Regions from separate parts of the Gossypium arboreum genome. Here region 2 is linked to region 1. Evidence: chromatin contacts called from public Hi-C data. All regions are on one chromosome and are shown on one strand. Each heading gives the region's core, a stretch centred on a gene start, on an enhancer-like site or on the middle of the called end of the contact. The rest is flanking DNA. Distances are from core to core; before and after follow the strand shown. Region 1 holds the start of LOC108454907 (probable BOI-related E3 ubiquitin-protein ligase 3). Region 2 holds the start of LOC108456797 (protein Iojap, chloroplastic).

Region 1 (6,135 bases), core at 1,368-3,867:
GTAGATTGAGCCTACATTTGTATTAGAGTGGTAACACCTGAGATTCGGATCTAGTTTATCGGACCAAATTTGGGGTGTTACAATCACACTTGTACCATGATTAATTATCAATTCAATAAAATTTCTAAACCAAAATTAAATATAATTCTAAATAAACTCATAAATACATAATAATATTTACGGACTCACCCGTCAGAAATAAGGTTTCAAAGCCACCATTTTTCGACACCATTGAAAATCGGGCTATTACACTTACCATTGCCATTCTTTGTCGACATATCTTTATCTCCCCTACCATTGCCCTTTGGTTTGAATTTGGGCATGGAAGACTCAAATTTTTTCGACTTCTTAGCACCCAACTCAAGAAACAACTCCGCAATGGTCATGGCTTTGGTAAGTTCCTCAACTCCACGACGCTCCAATTCTTGCTTAACCCACAACTTCAACTCATCCATGAAGAAGAGGAATGTCTCATTCTCACTTAGATAAGTGATTTGAAGCATTAGTTCACTAAACTCCTTCACATACTCCCTAATTGTGCCTTGTAGCGAGAACTTATGTAACTTATCTCGACCCTCCTTCTCAGCATATTGTGGGTAAAACTGCTCCTTAAACCTTTTTTGGAACTCAACCTAAGTCCTAATTTTGGTCCCACCTCGGTTTTCATCTGTGGACCTACCACGCCACCATAAAATAGTGACATCAGTAAAATACATGGAAACAATACTTACCTTAGCATCACCATCCTCGATGCCTATGATAAAGAAGTAGTGCTCCATTTCCTATAAGAAGTTTTCCACTTCCCTTACGAACCTTGCCCCTTAAACTTTTTTGGTTTTGGGACATCAATCTTATGGCTCAATGTCTAACTCAAAACCCCTTTTCCTACAACAACTCTGCACATAGCGAACTCTTCCTCAAGCACTTTGATTTTTTTTGTTCAAAGTCGTCACTATGGCTTTGAGAGCATCATTCTTTTCTGATAGCTTACCCATAACAATGCTGAGGAGCACTTGCAATGTGTCCATTTGGAACTAAAGGCCTCCACCACATATTCCTTGAACTATTCTTTCATCGGGTCCAACTTATCTGTGCGTCCCTCAACAACCTGAAGTGTTGCCTTCACTTCACCCTATGGATTCTTCGAGATGAACTACATGACTTTTCAAAGTCAACAACATATCACTCGATCTACTATTTTTCCTTCCCCTCCCAACACGGGTCTATATTAGGACATTCCACTCGTTTACTCTTTTTGTCATTACAATTGGTGCCTTCGATCACTGACTTGTACCAACTGTCACGAGGCTAGAACTTTAGTCTGGTAAGCCACGCAACCTTAAGCGAATTCTTAGGTTGAAATCTGCCTAAGATAGCCTTACGCTAGAAAAATGATAATTCACACAGCAATTCTCAAAAGCACCAAAACAAAGTGGAAGCAAACTCAAAAAAGAAAGAAGACACAAACGAACAAAAAAAGAAGAAGAAAAACATCACACACCAAATGTTTGAGTAAATGATCTCAAAATATTATTTAACTCAAGAATGGAATGAATACAAAAGAATTAAGAGGGCTCTATTTATAGTAGAGCTCCCCAAGATCTAATGGTACAGATCAAATTACAATGATGACTCATATTAGTTCTCATCTATAATAAGAAAGTCTTAAGGGATTTAAACTCTTTACATTTTATCCTTTAGGATTTATAGTAATTATCCTAGTAAAAATACAACTTACAGTTTAGCCATGATCCAAGTAGATGGGCCTTGAGTCTCTTCCAAGTAATGAGCTAGTCTTGTCGGGTCGAATAACCCCCAATGAACAAGAGAGATCAAAGTGTGCCTAGATCACAAACTCCTTTGTGCGGTATGGGACACTTACATCTCCTACTCACCATTAATAAAAAAATAATTTTACTTTCATCTTAGTTAAAATATCACAATTATTTTTAAGTATTTTTAAAATTATGAAATCAATTATTTATTTTCACTAATTTAATTTTTAAAATATAATTTAAAATACTACATTCTAAATTATTGAAGTTTATAATTTTAAATGTTATTAGTAATAAACTTAAATAGTAAAATATAGTAACCACCAAAAATTAGAATATGAAAAATTTATTGCAACAAAGTGATATATTTGAATATTGATATTATTTGCATAATGATTAATTTGGCCCCAACTTTATTCAGCTTTAGATCTCTATTTAATTTTTACTTCTTTTAACATTTAAAATAGTGTTATTTGTCAAATCATTCAAAATAAATTGAAAAGTTAAATTTGTTAATGTGACATACATAGATGGATTTCCACATCGATACTATGTTGACAATTAATTAATTTTTAAATATTAAAAATTTTAAAAATATTAAAAATTATATTTTTTAAATTAATTAATTGTTAATTTGACATCGTCGCATCAACAAAATTAGTAGATGTTAATTTTTTGTTCATTTTGAATTTGTAACAAGTTTAACGGCTAAAAATGATAAAATTAAATAAAAATAAAAATAACTTTAAAAAAATTAGAGTAGTAAATAAATTATTATTCCTATATATATTGGGTGAACTTATGCCTAAGATATAAGTGTATCAAGATCAGTTTACTTCTCTATCTACAAATCTAACCAAAATTGAAAAGAAAAACTAATTTAATATTAATTATCTTACTCTATCTCTAACCCGAACCAAACCCTAAATAAACCCCACCATACAGCCTTGCCACCTCTATAGCATGCCCCTTTTGTATTCTTTCCCTTTCAATTTTCGTCCTTATATCCCAAACCAAAGCAAACCAAACTCAAAAAACCCAATCTTCTTCTTTAATCTATGGCCGTTGAAGCTTCGCATCTCAATATCTTCTCTCCTTAATTCTTAGCGTACATGTTCCTTTTAAGCTTTTACGACTGAAACCAAATGATCATACATTCAGATCCAACCACCAACCTCTAACGTCTCTTGCATTCATTCTCTTAATGATGAATCCTATTGAAGCAAACGGCAATATGTTTGAAACGCAGATGGTATATGGAGTTCCGACGGTGGCGGCTCAAGGATTTCTTCCTTTATATAACTCTTTGGTTACCGATTCCTTCATCCATCGAAAGCCTACGGCAGCAATCAAATCGGAAAGTAGTTTGACGTACAACAATCTTCCTTTACCCAGGAAGCGTTCCAGAGATTCCGCTATGGTTTCTTTCCCTTCTCCACCTCACAAAAGCAACGAAACTTGCTCTCGTTTTTCTTTTCTTGGCCATGATATTTCCCTTCACATGGAGCAGCAACAGTTGGATATTGATCGCCTCATCTCACAACATGTAAGCCTAAAGAAAAAGATCAATTCTTTAGTTTTATCGATTGCTTTTAAAGTTTGAGAATTGATGGAGTCTGGATTTTTTGTGTTTATATAGATGGAGAAAATGAGGGTGGAGATAGAAGAAAAAAGGAAGAGGCAAGCAAGGAAAATAATGGAAGCCATTGAAGAAAGAGTAACGAAGAAACTTCGAGGCAAAGAGGAAGAAATGGAGAAGATTGAGAAAATAAATTGGGCACTTGAAGAAAGAGTGAAATCCCTTTGCATAGAGAACCAAATTTGGAGAGATTTGGCTCAAACCAATGAGGCCACCGCCACTGCCCTGCGGTCCAACCTAGAACAAGTCCTCGCGACGGCACAGCAGGTTAAGGTCGACAAGAGAAACCGTGGCGTAGGATTAGAAGCGGCGGCGGATGATGTTGACGATGCGCAATCATGTTGCGGCAGCAGTTGGGACGTGGAGAAAAATGGCGACGGCGGCAGGCTATGCCTGACCTGTAGGGTGGAGGAATCATGTGTGTTGCTGCTACCATGTAGGCATTTGTGCTCATGTACTGTTTGTGCGCCGCGCCTTCACATTTGTCCAATTTGTAAATCTCCGAAGAATGCAAGCCTTCAAATTAAAATGTCATAAAAGCTCTTTATTATAATAAAAATAATAATAATAGTAATACATTAAGCACCCCAAAACAAAACAGGAAAAAAATATTGTTTCAACTTAGTAACCCCAAATTTTGTAATTAGTTAGTTTAGATTATTTCTTTTTTCTCCCACTTTCAAATTTCAGTTTTCATTTCTTCCTGCAATGAAGAGGAAGTGACTTCTTTAATTTGCTTTCAATTTACTTCTTTAAGTTTTCAAGCTAGTTTCTTTTTTCTTTTTCTTTTGTGATTATTTTAATTTTGTGATTTAAATAAACGAGTTTTAGATTGTGATTTAAATAATTTTAATTTGATATTTCAAATATTTAACTTTTGACCTGCACATTATTTGATTGGATTTCTTTATTAATTTATTAAATGTTAAAGATAAATTGATATAGTGAACCAGAGATTTTGAATATTTAGATTTGAGTTTTATTATGTATAAATCGTGTTGATAAGATTAAAATTTGAGTATAGAATGTAAATTATGTGGACTCTTACTTCAATTTTTTATAGGTTTTTTCAAATTTATACTTTGTAATAATAATTGATTAAGATATATTATCTTTATACTTATAACTCAAAATAAAAATTAAAGGCCTTTCACATTAATTATTTAAAATTTAATTTGGATAGGACGAATTTAAGTTATTAATTTGATGGTGAAAGATTTTTATTTTATTTTTTAAATTAAGTCAATTCCCAGATATATTTAACTCAATTGTCAATTTTGTGGGGAACTCGAATATTTGAGATTGACTGATTAAGTTTATGAAACAAAAAAGTATCTTAATATTGCACATAATTACGAATATAAAAGATAAAATAGTAAAAGAAATTTTGAATTTGACTTAATATTTAAAATTATTTATAGTTTAATTTAAAATTATTAATTATAATTTTATTTAAAATTGAGTCGTTGTAGTTTTATTGACCGTTAAAATAGAGTTATAGTTTTTTTAAAATGAGTTATAACTTAAATAAAATTTTAAGCATACTCATTATCAACAAATTAAAATAAATAATAATTAAGGTTAAAATATTTTTTAAAAAATGGAGCATTAAAGTAACGACTAAAAGTATCAAATAATATTTAAAAGATGGTGAGATACGTAGGGTCATTTTAATTGATTATTAGATAATATAATATTTTGTTATTTTAACATCTAATTTAATTGTGAAAATATTTAAAAGTTACTAAGATGATATAATACTTAAAACTACCCATAACCCATCCCAACTCTTAAATATGAAGATAAACGTGCTTCAACACACTTAAATCCACATACTTTTGCACTAGCAACAATGCCAATATCAATCGAGCTAAGACTCAATCAACAATATTTTATTTTTTTAACAAAAAAAGTTTTGTGAGTTGTTTATACCATAAAATACTTTCTTTATTATTATTATTATTATTATTATTATTATTATTATTATTAGTATTCATAATAAACTTAAATTATCATTGACTTTTGATATCACTATTAAAGAAACAACTTCTACAATTCACAAAGATGTTTTATTTTATAATTTTATATCTTTTCATGATTTGAAACAGCACATGAATAATATAATAATTATGATTTTATTATTAACTACAATATATTGCTTTTTTACTTGGTATTTTATTTTATTATTAACTTAAATTATGATACTTACTTCTTTTAATCATAAAATATTATTCAATTAAATATATTATATATTATTTATTTTAGTTTATAAAAATAAACATGTTTATTCACTTGCAACGTAGGCGAGAAGGAAAACTAATATATATATATATATATATATATATATATATAAGTTTAGAGTGATGAAAAATTCTTTTATTGTTAATTGTATTACTAAGTTCACATTAAAAAATAATTTATTAATATATTAATTATTATGATTTGATAATAAAAATAATATTAATTAACTATTAATTAAAGTGATAGTATATTAATGTGAAATTAATTAATTTATTTACATTTTTAAGAGTTTTACTTAAAATTAAAATAATATATTATTAATACATAAAAACTTTAAATCTTTAAAATCATTGGATATAATTAGATTAGTTAATAATAATAAAAATTATTTTATAATTTTTATCTATAAATATTATTTTATTTTAAATATGATAATAATAATCATGTTAAAATTATTTTTATAATTAAGATATAATCTAT
Region 2 (6,597 bases), core at 413-2,912, 180 kb before region 1:
AGTCATAATAGGAAAGGTATTCATTGGTGCGCTTGGAAAGATCTATGCTTATTAAAAGAAGACGATGACCTTGGTTTTTGAGATCTTGCGAAGTTTAATGTTGTGTTATTAGCAAAGCAAGGGTGGCGTCTAGTTAATTATCCAAATTCATTATTAGCCCGCATTTTGAAGGCAAAATATTATCCTAATTTGAATTTCTACAAAGCTCGGTTAGGAAATTTACCTTCGCTCACCTAGAAGAGTGTTTGGGTCACGAGAGGGCTTTTGGAGAAAAGCTTATGCTGGAGGGTTGGGAGAGGTGATCAAATATCCATTTGGGACGATTTGTGGATATCAGGAAACGAAGTAGATAGAGTACCAAATCAAGATAACATTGAAAATATCAAGTTAGTATCGGATCTAATAGAAGCCAATAATAGAAGCTGGAAAACAAAGGTCGTAAGAAATACCTTTCGAATGGATATAGCAGAAAAAATCCTGAAGATTCCACTAGCAAAGACAACACACAAGGATTTTCAAGTATAGAGAGGGGAGTTGACAGGGGAGTTCTCCGTAAAGAGTGCCTATAAACTATTGCATGAAACTAGCTTGGATCCTAATAATTTTACTTTACATGCCAAAATTAAAAGCTTCTATAGGAAACTATGGAAACTATACATTCCCTCAAAAATACAGATTACAGTATAGAGATTTTCCTGGAACTTCATTCAGTCCCTTGTCAATCTAAAGCTTAAGAGGGTTGTGGTGGAAGCTCAATGCCCTAAATGTCGCCAAGGAGAAGAAGACAACATTCATATTTTTCAACAGTGCCCTACAACAGTTGAGGTATGGAACCAGTTAAATCTAACATGGGTATTAAACCATAACAATCTGAATATATGGGAATGGTTTACCTAGATCTTCGGCCAATGGACTACTGAGCAAATCTGACTTTTTTGTTGCGGATTCTAGTTAATCTGGTTCAACAGAAATCGATTACTATATGAAAGAAGAAATATGACAGGAATCGAAATAGCAAGGCAAACTCAAAACTATATCGTAGAGTTGGATGCAATAAAAAAGAGAAAACTTCCTCTTCAATCTACTAAAAATACCCAACAGGAATGTAGAAGAGGAAGGGTCACAATTCATTTTGATGCAGCATTTAAATGTCAATCGTCCAAATCGGCTACGGGTTTGCTTGTACAGAATGAGGAGGGAGAGATCCTTGCATCGAAAGCAGTCATACACTCCGAGATAGCAACTCCATTCATGGCAGAGGCATATGCAGTGTTACAGGCAGTAAAATTAGGGATTCTTATGGGATTAAATAAAATAAAAGTAGCGAGGGACTCGAAAACTGTCATTAAGAAATGCCAGAGTACTGGTATAGATAAATCGGTCATTGGAGCCATTATCAGGGATATTCAAAGCAGAAAAGTCAGATTCCAGGAGATTGAGTTTTATTATGTCCCTAAAGCAGGGAATATCTACGCACATGTTATCGTAAAGGAGGCCTTAAAAAGAAGAGAGAGTTTTTACCTGATGGGAGGAATTCCAGATTTGGCTCGTCAAGCTGTGGAGAACCCTCTGCTAAAGCCTCCAGACTGAGCAAATGAAGAAATGAAAGGTTTGGAAATAAAAGGTAGCAGATAAGAATTCATTTCAATTTTTGAAAACCTGCTATCATTAGTGGCTGGGTTGATTGACGTGAAAAGACACAAGATATTGGCATCCAGCTGTTAGATTTGGCTGGGATAGGAGAAGATTTGTTTGCTGTTTTAGTTTACTTGCATTTGGATGAGATGGGCTAGTTATGTTAGTTTGTTTTAAGACCGTTTGTTCTAGTAGTTTTTTTGGTTTTTTGTTTTTGATTTCTTTCTTTATGCTTTTTACTGGACCGTAGCCCAAACTCTGTTTTTTCATGTATTTTATTTATATTAATAAATCCAGTCAGATCATTCATTCAAAAAAAATATATTTTTAATCACAAATAGCATTTAACTTATATTTTTAAATTAATACTTATGTTAATTCAATCTTTAATTGTTAGTTTACTTTAAACAGTAATAAATTAAAAATTGTGACCTTAAAAGAAGACAAAAAATTATCTTTGTTCTCTCTTTTATATATATATATATATATATATATATATATATATATATATATATTAACTTAAATTCTTTTCCTTTCTTTTTCTTTCTCATCTTGAGCTTTTTTCTTTACAAGTATGGATATTTTGAACTTCATGAATTTGATCAAGGTTTTTTTGAATTGGACAGATGGTCGAACGTCTCAAGCCACTAAGTCTTGATTTGATTGATTTATCCGGTTCAATCAAATAAATTATTAAAAATACATAAAAATAAAAAAAAATTAAAAATAAAGAAAACTGATTCAATTAGTTGTATCGGTTCGAGAGTCAATCGATTCAATCTCTATTTCTAAACTAGTACTCAAACGATTTGGTCTGGTTCTGAAAACATTGGTTTTGATTTATGAAGGAACTTTTTTGATCTCGTCGGGTTGAGTAGGCAAGCGGTGGAGTTTAAAAATAAAATTAATTGATAGTGTCTTAACCTCGGGAGGGTGAATTTTAAGCGTTGCTAGTATTGCCAAACATTATTCAGGAAGAAGAAAGAAATATAGAAAAAGAAAGTAAAAGAAAACAAAGAAAATAAAAGAATTAAAAATTATCTTTAAAGTTTATATGACATGACAAGCTATTATCAACCGAAATTTTTAATGGATATAATATTCTAGTGTAAAATGGGTACCAAAAGAATAATTTAGGTATCACTTGTGACAAAAAAAAAAGTTCAGATATCAACTTGAGAAAAAATATAATTTAGATACTAATTTTTGAATTAAGTTTTTCCAAAAAATTGAATTAAGTACCAACTAGAAAAGAAAAATAATTTAGATACCACTTGTGACAAAAAAAATTAGATACCAAAATTGAAAAAGATATAATTTAAATGTCATTTTATGGGTTAAGCCATATCTCACACACATATATATGAAACACAAGCATATATAAAAACTTTTAATTCTATCCTAATTGTTTGAGTTCCAAAATATTTTTTAATTATATTTAAAATAAGTTCCATTTTATAATTAAATTATATATATGATTTTGTTACATTACTCCAAATACCAAAATTTTAAAATATGAACTACGAGTTGATTTCTCCATAAGGCTCCTTTGTTTTTCGTTGGTTATTCTCCCAGCTAGATTCGTACTTCAATATCCTCCTTGTTAGCAAAGACATTCATCCTGAGTGGGGGAATCTCATGACTACGTTGGATCTTCCTCCAAACATCTTGCATGTCATTCATATGCATGAGGCTTTGAGTTCAACTCTCAACAAAAGCATCAAATATTGTAAATGTAAAAGTTTTCGAGCTATAATGATGAGGCGTCTAACTTAACACCCTAAAATATCAGGGATGATAATGAAAGTGACCAATTAACATAGTGTTATTGGAAAAATCGGTTAAAAAACATTTATTTTAGGTACAATGAAAGTTTTAAATTTTTTTTTTTGAAATTGAGCCGTTTTGGCTTTTTATAGTAATAAACTTAATCAAAATATACCTGTGCTTTGTATGAGACGGTTTAAAGTTCATTTCGACTTTCTACCGAATGACCCTCTTCGTTATTCTTGAACCACGAATTACCTCGACCTATTTCTCCTTTGTACTTAGCAAGAAAACTTACTTCATCGTTTTCGTTCATTCCATATTATTGGTTCTTACATACAATTCATTTCTTATCTTGAGCTATTTGAGGGACATATTGGACATATATAATTAGGCTCAAATAATTTATACTTAAGTTTCGACTTTTCTCCTATTAATTACAATATTATTTAGTCATGAAGTCATTCTACTAAAGTATTGTGACTGAACTCTTCGTTATTATATACTATTACGAAAGTTACTTATCAAGTACTTGTTCAACGACATTGTCATAAGTGTGTTACCCTCATAGCATATCTTTAATCTTTTTAGGGTAAATTTGTTCTCCTAATATGATCCTATTTTATCTCATGGTAACCATTTCATCTTCATTCATGAAAAATAAATTACTATCAAATAATAATTAAATTATTTATCACAAAGGCAAATGACCCATGATTGTGTTTTACTTCTCATCTATCATGTAATGCCAATGAAAGGATATCATTTACCATTTATTGGGTTATAATTCCAGTATTGTGGAATGATGCTATAGACTGCTGAAGTCGTATATCCAATGTACTTGCTTTCGGTTCTGTAACATCAAAGCATACGGGTCACACATACATAGTTTATTATCCACTCAGATAAAGGTATGCCACACTATGAATGCCACAAGTGAATAATTTCATAAATGGATCTTAGATTTATTCTACTTGGGTTATGTCCAATGTACTGTTAGTCCAGTCAGTTACATTTATGTCTCTATCTTTTGGGAGTCATCCGCTTCGATACCCAAGACAAGGTATCTCCCTAGTTGGACTTAATAATTAGCATTTTAGTCTTTCAATTGATTTTCTCAATAGATTAGACTAAGAACGTGTTTAGATTATCTACTAATATAATCAGTCTTTCTGTATTACTATTCGACCACGTAATATCGTTTGATATTAGATAAACATTAGATAATCAATGAGCCAATATTTTCTTTCATTTTGCTTTTCATGTAAAATTTGTTGAGGACAATATACAAAAATATTAAACAAAGTTGATGGATTTTTTATTAAATTAATTTGTTTGAAAAATACAAGTACATGTAGACGAAGTAAGGACACTAGATCCCAACAAGTGTTATCTCATGTGTGAGCTTAACTACGTGACTAACGTTGGGATTGAACCAAGATCTTGTCACACTGAATGTTGAGTCGTAAGCTTATGCTTTGTGCAATCCTCAGACTCTTCCCTAAGTAACCTTAGTGATGTTGGGATTGAGAGACCTTAAGGGTTCTTGTAACACCCCATACTTGAACCAATCGTCGGGTTCGAGCTACGGGATGCCACATCTATTCACATAGCAACTATGATTTATTAAATACATAATATGACCATTTTAATATGCTTACAAATATATTTCATGACTATAATATAATACATATTCATTTATGGGTCTTAAACGAGCTTACAAAAGTACTTTTACTAACCGAGGTTGAATCAGTATCAAGCTCGTAAAATAATGGGTTGACGTCGTGACTTTGAGGGATCCTCGTTGTACTATTACTCACTGACTTGATCTTGTCACGATGTTAAGTGTAACACCTTATACTCGACCCGTTCGACGGAACCAAATACAAGATATTGTTGGATCTGGTGCCTTAAGTGTAGTATTTTCAACTAATTGCACTTGTAATTTTTCAAATAGATTGGTTAATAAAATTATTCATTAATTACGTTAATACTTTGTATATTTTCCTCACATGGTTTTTGCACGCAAAGCAAAATAGAAGCAAATGTTGCTCACTGGTTTTCTAATTTTTAACTAATATTAAGCAGTATTATATGGTTAGATCATAATATGAAAAGATAACTTGCATTAGTAGTTGAACCTAAACATGTCCTTAGTCTAATTGGAAATTAAAAAATTGATTGAAAGACTAATATGTCATCTATCAAGTCCAATTAGGGAGATGCTTTGTGTTGGACATCGGAGCGGATGACTTCCAGAAGATAGAGGCATAGATGTGACTGACTGGACTGACAGTACATTGGACTGGACCTAAGTAGAATTGTCCTGAATCTGTTTATGTATTTATTCACTCGTGATGCTCATAGCATGGCATACTTAAATCCTGAGCGGATGACGGACTATGTATGTGTGACTCGTACATTTTGATATAAGTAAAAGTTGAGTTCGAATAGATAAGGAACCAAAAATTGGTGTGTTGGGTGTACGACTTCTGTAGTACGTAGCATCATTCACAATAGTAGAATTCATGGCCTGAGATATGGGTAAATGACATCTTTTCATTGGTATTACATGGTTATCACACTAGGTTATCTCTTATGTCCTAAAATTTAAGGAAAGATGGGACTTAATTGAATGGATTAGTGAATTGGTGGGCTTCATTAGGAAATTAAAAAAATTTTGTGCCTGAATTATGAATAGTTGGATCTCAATTTTGGTTTAGATAGTTTGGAACTGGCTATCTCCTTAGTGGGAGACAATATAATTAGCAATGAATGGCTAAAATGAACCAAGGAGACCGTGTAAACTTTGGATATATATATGTGCGTAGAGGGGAAAGAATTCTCCAGAATTAACTAGTAGTCTCCCTTTCGTCTAAACATTTTATTCGATTACTCTGAAGAGGAAGAAAAAAATTCAAGAAGGCCTTGCATTAGGTGATAAATGTGAGGTTCGAGTTTGGGAAAAAGAGAACTTAATAAGCGGGTAAGCCCTTAAGCCTCCTTGTACTCTTGGATTAGAGGAAAGGGAAGTGAGAATTCTCAAAAAGGTTCTGTATAATTATGTATTTTAGGTTTTAAGGTTGAATTTGAATTAACTGACAAATGGTTGTCATGCTTAGTTGCCAGGATGAAGGAGGCTCTGGCATTTGGACAAGCTAAGCTAACGAGGATAAAGGAATTCGGGTGAGTTTC

Evidence for each region. A called contact is a pair of places that touch in the nucleus more often than the background predicts.
Region 2: a contact with region 1 is called in a Hi-C map of leaf, with 2.2 times the contacts expected there. The contact joins the promoter of LOC108456797 here to the promoter of LOC108454907 in region 1. A contact is called at or near these places in 2 of 5 Hi-C or Micro-C datasets (both in leaf).

The regions. Positions count from the first base shown.
Region 1 is chr5:62,294,389-62,300,523 of ASM2569848v2, reverse strand. LOC108454907 (probable BOI-related E3 ubiquitin-protein ligase 3) reads left to right here and starts at 2,617. Exons shown (of 2, transcript XM_017753530.2): 1 at 2,617-3,321; 2 at 3,415-4,261. The coding sequence starts at 2,980. The coding sequence ends at 3,951.
Region 2 is chr5:62,469,099-62,475,695 of ASM2569848v2, reverse strand. LOC108456797 (protein Iojap, chloroplastic) reads right to left here and starts at 1,662. Exons shown (of 7, transcript XM_017755475.2): 1 at 1,522-1,662; 2 at 894-956.